Regions from separate parts of the Mus musculus genome. Here region 1 is linked to region 2. Evidence: chromatin contacts called from public promoter capture Hi-C data. All regions are on one chromosome and are shown on one strand. The core of a region is the stretch at or near the end of the contact, and the rest is flanking DNA. Distances in the headings are between cores, read along the strand shown.

The links. Promoter capture Hi-C pulls out the DNA fragments that hold promoters and counts their contacts.
Region 1: a promoter capture Hi-C map of liver shows a contact between it and region 2. The contact joins the promoter of Ift81 here to the enhancer-like site in region 2. A contact is called at or near these places in 5 of 39 promoter capture datasets (the C10 cell line, the HPC-7 cell line, cranial neural crest and 2 more), 3 of 15 datasets of contacts at CTCF or cohesin (the NIH/3T3 cell line, large pre-B cells and pro-B cells), 42 of 484 Hi-C or Micro-C datasets (the AML12 cell line, B cells, the Ba/F3 cell line and 27 more), 22 of 115 datasets of contacts at active chromatin or transcription factors (the HPC-7 cell line, a beta-TC-6 cell line, bone marrow-derived dendritic cells and 10 more) and 5 of 9 other capture datasets (adipose tissue, embryonic stem cells, liver and 2 more).

Annotation. Positions count from the first base shown.
Region 1 is chr5:122,612,449-122,615,909 of GRCm38.p6, forward strand. It overlaps Ift81 (intraflagellar transport 81), which reads right to left and starts at 2,096. Exons shown (of 19, transcript NM_009879.4): 1 at 1,990-2,096.
Region 2 is chr5:122,457,152-122,460,545 of GRCm38.p6, forward strand. It overlaps Atp2a2 (ATPase, Ca++ transporting, cardiac muscle, slow twitch 2), which reads right to left. Exons shown (of 20, transcript NM_001110140.3): 15 at 2,825-3,045; 16 at 2,297-2,499; 17 at 1,297-1,382; 18 at 937-1,070; 19 at 361-478; 20 at 1-275. Among named protein-coding and RNA genes, the nearest start is that of Anapc7, 36 kb to the left of the region's middle. Within about 2 kb of position 1,925, at least 14 of the 459 cell types and tissues checked have an H3K27ac peak or open chromatin away from gene starts, as enhancers often do. A contact at or near this core is called in cortical glia, hepatocytes and liver, where this site is marked.

The DNA.
Region 1 (3,461 bases), core at 846-3,345, 160 kb after region 2:
ATACATAACAAGCAAAACATTCATATTTATAAAATAAATATTTTAAAGTTTATTTTTTTAATTTTTAATTAAAATTGAATAACTGATTTCTTAACAGCTGAAATGGCTTTACCAAGGGAAACTGCTTTACTAAAATGAAGTGCTGGGCTGGGGATTTATGATGGCTTGCCTAACATGTAGGAAGCCCTGGGTTTGATTCCCAGCACTGAATTAACTGGAGGTCCGTGAGCAGGCCTGTAACGTCAGCACTCAGGAGGTGGAAGCAGGAAGATCACAAGTTCAAGGTGGCCCTTGCTTGGCTACTTAGTGTGAGGTCAAAGCCGCTTGGGCGCCTTGAGACCTTGTCAAAATCACAGCAACAAAACTGAACTGCTATTCCTGAGCACTGCCCCACACTGTAAGCCCAGAAGTGAGGCGGCTGAGAAAGAAGGAGGCAAAGTTTAAGGCCAACCTGGGCTGCACTATAAGACCCTCTTAAACTAGAAAAGGTGAGGTGGACAAGACGACAAAGTCATCTCAATGCTTTCTTAGTTAAAACTATGAGACAGATACTGTTTCACTCAAGACATAAAGTAAGCCCTGAGCATCTTACTCCACCCCCCCCAACACACATGCTCGCGCGCTCTCTCTCTCTCTCTCTCTCTCTCTTTCTCTCCTTTTAAAACAGGTTTTGCTGTGTAGCCTTAGCTGGCCTGGAACTCACGGTGTAGACCAAGCTTCTCTCTCCTGAGTGCTGGAATTAAAATCAAGAGCCACCAAGTCTGGCATGAAATGGGTTCTTTAATTGGGTGGGTGAAGCTTACATTTAGAAGACATTTGGAAGAAAGGAAGGAAGGAAAGGAGGAAGGAAGCTAGAAGGAAGGAAATAAAGTTGTTCTAAAAGATAAGAAAGGATGGCACAACCAGTATGGTTGCTAAATTTAAGGTTTCTTTTTAAGTTTATATATAAAGACTATCTCAGGGATAGTAGTGTGCAATTTTAATCTCAGTGCTAGGAGGCAGAGGCAGGAGGATTTCTGAGTTTGAGGCCAGCCTGGTCTACAGAGTGAGTTCCTGGCCAGCCAGGACTCTACAGAGAAGCATTGTCTCAAAAAACAAGCCAGAAATAAATAAATTACAGAGAATATCTTTACTTTTTAAAAACTTGGGAGGCTCAAGTTTTCAACTGTAAAAATATAATACACATCCTTATATCCACATATATTTAAACTAATTTAGAAGTTGTCCATACGGCTTTTTCTTCTCTGAGAAACACAAAATCAAACCAAATATCTGGATAAGCAAGAAAATGTTGCCAAGAGAAGAAAAGGGGAGGGGCTCACGATTATTACAGGCAACTTAATGGTTGCTAAGGGTGGGGAACCATAATTAAACTCATTGGACCTCCAAAAGAAAAGGGGAGTGAGGTGGGGGCAAAAAAGTCGAAGGGAGAAGGGTTAGGAAATGGATTCCGTGGGAGCAGGAAAGCGAAGAGCGAGAAACGGGGATGGGGTGATGGAATACACTATATGTATGCATGTGTGAATACAGTGGTACCCATTATGCGCAACTAATACACGCCAAGTTTCCAAACTTTTTTAAGAAAAGAAATGAGCTGCGTTGCCCCACCAGCTTTCAGAGGACAGAGATGCTCTTGAACCAGGTAGGGCTGTCGCTGCCCGCCGGGCGCTGCGCGCTAAAATTAGCAAAAGCAATTACTCTCCCTCTTCCAGCGCAACCGGCCGAGCTAATTCACCAGCACTCACCCACTGCAGCACCCAGGGGGAGCCGGGGCAAGAATTAAAACCAGGACGCGCGTGGTATCCGGCCCAGCCGGGGCAGCGCGCGCAGGCCTACGGCCTCCTGCGACGCCCGGAGACCGAGGGGGACCCGCGCGGCCGACCCCCCGCCCCCCGACAGGCCCTGCTGCCGCCACCGGCCGGGAGCGGGCGCAGCTTGACGGGATTCGGGGGTTCGCGGAGTTCCCGACCGCGAGTTGGCGGGGGTTACCTCAAATCCTCCTCACGAAACCACCTCCCCACCCTCGGGAGGCACTGGGGCGCTTGCGGGTTCTTAGAGACCGCTCCTTGGCAACGGTTGCCATGCGGTGACGTCACTTCCTCTGGCTCGGGGAGGAGGGGGGCGCGCGCACACCGGAGGGCGGAGCCTCGGGCTGGAAAGCTTGGCCCTGGTACCTGGGGTTCCGAACCTCTGCAGAAAGCCTAGGGTGACTCTGGCTGTTATTCCCACTTAGACTCCTGCTGATAATAACCTTTGCGAACCGTCTACCGTTCTCACCTTGACAAAGGGCTTAACCTGTGCTGTTTGCGTGTGCTGTTTCATTCATTCATTCATTTATTTACCAAACTTGGGGCGACTTGTTTGAAGCAGGACTGGATAGGGTTTGGGGTCAGAAAGCATTGGGCGTGGTTTCCGAATTTAGGTTTTCGACGAAAGAATCTCCAGGTTAAATCATGCATGGAACAATTATAAACTATGGATTGAGAGACCCAGACATGGAGAGGAGAGACAGACCGGGACAAATGGAGGCCTACTCTGAAAACTAGGTTAGATGCTCAGACATCCTTGGAGAAACAGTAAATGTAATACCAGACTTGCCACAACCTCAAGCTAACAAATGATAAATTAGGCATTCCATACTGCTGACTGCTGGAAATGCAATAGAGAACAAGACCCAATAGGGTTGGTTCTGTCCTCACAGAGATGATGGGGAAAGAGAGGCAATATAGTTAAACAGCCCAGGACGGAGAGAAATGTACCAAGATGTCTCAGTGATGACAGAGTATGTGTGACGTTTACTGGGGGACAGGGATGGCTGAAGGAATCATACTGTCATGTCTCCATTAGACAGAGCGCTGTTTAAAGACCAGTAAAAAGAATCCAAATGACCTGTTGAGGTAGCTCAACTGGTAAAGGCGCTTGGCACACAAACCTAGAGACAGGTTCCACAGAGACAGATTGTGGTGTCCCCACCTGCTACAGACGAAAGGAGGAACTGACTTCACCCTGTGATTCCTTGGTGGGATTCACTGAGGAGTCTAAGAAGACATTCCTAGCAACAGTTTTACAGCATAGAGACCTTGCTTATTCTGTCTGAAACAAACTGTGGGTAGCTTTTCTTTTCCCCCCAGAGACGCCTGGTCAAGTCTGGTATGTAAGCTCCTAATGGTACCTTCTAACTGAACTGTGTTTGAGATTTTGAATAGATTTCTAACAGGCTCTAACAGCGGTTCTGAAAGCTTGTCACTTCTACCTCACCTCCCGCTCCACCCCCTCTTCCTCCACCTCCTCATCCTGTTCTCCTATAGCCTGTGCTAGGAAAGAACTCTACCACTGAGTTACACCTCCGACCTTGCTTTTTATTTTATTACATCATTAATTTATTGTGTGTAGGAGGGCCGGGCCCGTTGTGAGCAAGGCCACCCCTGGGCATGTGGGCCTGGCCGATGTAAGAAAGGTAG
Region 2 (3,394 bases), core at 675-3,174:
CAAGACCAGAACATATCGCTAAAGTTAGTGTCTGTGCTGTAGACCCAGACCACCAGGGGCATAATGAGCAGCACAAACGGCCAGGAAATGCCATCGGTGCATGCCGACAGGGAGCAGGAAGATTTGGTGGCAGGCTGCACACACTCTTTACCGGGTTGTTCCAGGTAGTTTCGGGCCACAAACTTGAGCGTCTCATCCATGAGGATCACAGGCAAGGAGATTTTCAGCACCATCAGCCACTGGGTCAGATTCAGCGGTGTGATCTGGAAAATGAGCTGAGACAAACAAGGCTGGGTCAAGCTTCTGGCCCTGCCTGAAAGGAACTACCCCAGACCCCGCCCGGGGTCCATCATGACTCACCGGCAAAGGTTCCACGTAGAGGATCAAGAAGTGAAGTGACATGGACAAGCAGATGGAGCCCACGAGCCAGATATTCTCCCAGGGGGGCATCCTCAGCAAAGACTGGTTTTCAGACAAGCTACAGGTGAGAAGAGAAGTGACCTCACCAGAGGCAAAGGCATGCGTCAGTGACACACAAGCAGGCAAGGGTTTAGTGATGCTACTGCCTGCTGACCTAACTAACTCTAAAGGCCTGCTTTCCCCAGTGCGGGGAGCTGGAGGCTTTGGTGCAGCAGGCCCATCTCAGCAGGCTCAAAGCTGCTGGTGATGACCCAAGGTAGAGCCATTTGGAAACTTGTGTCCATCAGTGGCTTGGTTAGATGGAACTTCTTGTGCTCCACTCTCTAGGGTACAGGCATAGTCTGGATTGCTGGTCCCATTCATACACCCTGCCGCATCAGGAACCCATGATGGGGACAACCCCCACTGTTTCCTGGGGAACAATAGCTTAAAACTATGTCATTTTTTGTGAGGGAAGAGCTATCAGCCATGATTTTCTCATAAACCCTAGGACCATAGCCTACAAGATCCACTAACCTGTTGAGGGCATTACACATCTCTATGGTTACTAGAACAGAAAGTGCCATTGTCATTGGATATGGGGACTCAAAGATTGCACAATCCACTCCATCGAAGTCTGGGTTGTCCTCCTTACACTGTAGGAAATGACTCTGCAACAAAGTCCAAACATTCCATCAGCCGGGAGTACTTCCCAAATGTAGATGCCAATTCCACACTGAGTTCAAGGCCCAACACCAATACGGAATACAGCTCGGCAGAAGCCCTGGGTCTTAGAGCTACCTGAGGCAACTATCTGACCCCAAACCACAGAAAAAGACCAAAGGTTACAAGAATTCACTCTACTACACAGGGCTTTAAAAAAAAGTGGCTAAATACCAGCTGGTAGAAGGAGACTCTTGGACCGCCGTCAGCAGCGATGAACCACCATGCAGCAGCACCCACGGTGGCAGCGCCAACATAACCTAGAAACAAAGCTGCAGGTTACCACACTGGCCAGAGCAGCTGACTACAGACAGGGCGTTTCTGGTCTAAAAAGGAAATAGGCAATGTCTCTAGAGTTTGTGAGGAAATGTTCCTGCTGACCCCAGCCCACGCCCTGCACTAGGTGCCACAGAGCTAAAGAGCAAGTATAGGCTTCAGACAACAGGTGGAGGTCAGGCCCATCCATCCCAGCAGACAGAACACACAAGGAACTGAGGAAACCAAGTCACACCAGTCTATAGGCAAACGGAGGTGACCTTGTTGGACACTAGGTAACTGCACTGTTCCAGGTATGGCCAAGCAGAACCCTTTCAAAGAACTGCCATTACAATGCTGGCCCCCACCCCTCAGCACCAGAGTTAGGTCTAAGGCAGAGGCCATTCCTCATCAATTTCAGGAAATTTGCAAAGCTGAGACTGGTTTATCCACGGTCAATCACCTAACCAACAGCAGAGCACACAGCTAACCTGGAATTACAGTGGTGCACGAGGGCACTAGTTTAAAAGACAGGGAATGGAAATTTTTATTTGCCCAAAGGGCAGCTGGTCCACGAGATACTGTGAAGGCCAGAGGAACTGGCAGCCACTCTAGATTGTATGCTCTTTAAACTGAACTATGACAAAGAACGGCATTAGCCTCTGCTAGTGGACTCTTCTTGTCCCCTAGTTGGTAATAACCCATTCAAGTCTCAGCCTGGCGCTCGCAACAGGGAAGGGCTCTGGCATGCCTTGGTATTTGCATCACTCTGAGCAAGGGGAAAATATAAAAAGCCTGATGTCTAACTGTTGCTTCTCTATAACCCAAGGAAGGACAGGATGCTTGTTCAACAGAGGCTTTCAGTGGGTGACCTGCACTGCACACAGCATCCTTCCACACAAACAACAACTGTACTTACAGCCAATAGCCAGGTAACGGAAAAAGAGCCACCCGCTGATCAGTGGTTCTTTTGGGTTCCGGGGGGGTTTGTTCATGATGTCCAGGTCTGGAGGATTGAACCCCAGCGCAGTGGCAGGCAGACCATCTGTCACCAGATTGACCCAGAGTAACTGGACAGGAATTAAAGCCTCAGGAAACCCAAGGGCTGCCGTCAGGAAGATACTGTTTCCATCCAAGGGAAGAAGAGAAAAAACTCAGTGAGTTTTGGAACTATGGAAATAGCTTATCTCCCCAAGCCAGGAGCATCAGACAACATCTAATCTAAGTTCATATGAAACTTTATTAGAGGACCAAGACTTTTATGATTTTAAACTACCATTTTAAGAATATTTTCTGCACCACTGGTCAGCTGCAGACAAGTCCCATGAGATTTCTCTCCTCTCAAGCCAACAACCAAATTTGTCCTAACAGAAGCAGCAATCTGAGAAAGCTCAACACCCTGGCCCCAGCCTTGAAAGATACTGTTTAGTTCCAGTCAGACACCCACCAGACCACTTCCCCCACGTTGGATGAGATGAGGTAGCGGATGAACTGCTTCATGTTGTTGTAGATGGCTCGCCCCTCCTCAACAGCAGCCACAATGGTGGAGAAGTTGTCATCTGCCAGGACCATCTCAGAAGCAGTCTTAGCCACTGCAGTCCCTGAGCCCATGGCAATCCCGATTTCAGATTTCTTCAGAGCAGGAGCATCATTCACACCATCACCAGTCTGAAAGGGAAGGTGCAGTTGATTCAGATACCACCCATGTGGCACAGCTCTAGGCAGAGGCACTGATGCAGGAGGAAACGGGACAGAGCAGTAGCTGTGTCAAATACTTTACCAAGAAAATACAAAAACAGCCATGCAAGCTTAAAGAGTCATATCACAGAAAGGTAGAACTAAGGAGACTGGACATCTGCTTATATTGCCTTATACCAACACTCAAAACCTGAGAGCCATTTGTGGTGGGGCCACATAATTTAAGGTCATTTACACACCTCAGACACATAATCACACTAAGTATTGCTTACAGGTTAAGAACATGCCTTTTTCATTTGGTTTTGTTTTTAGGCACAAG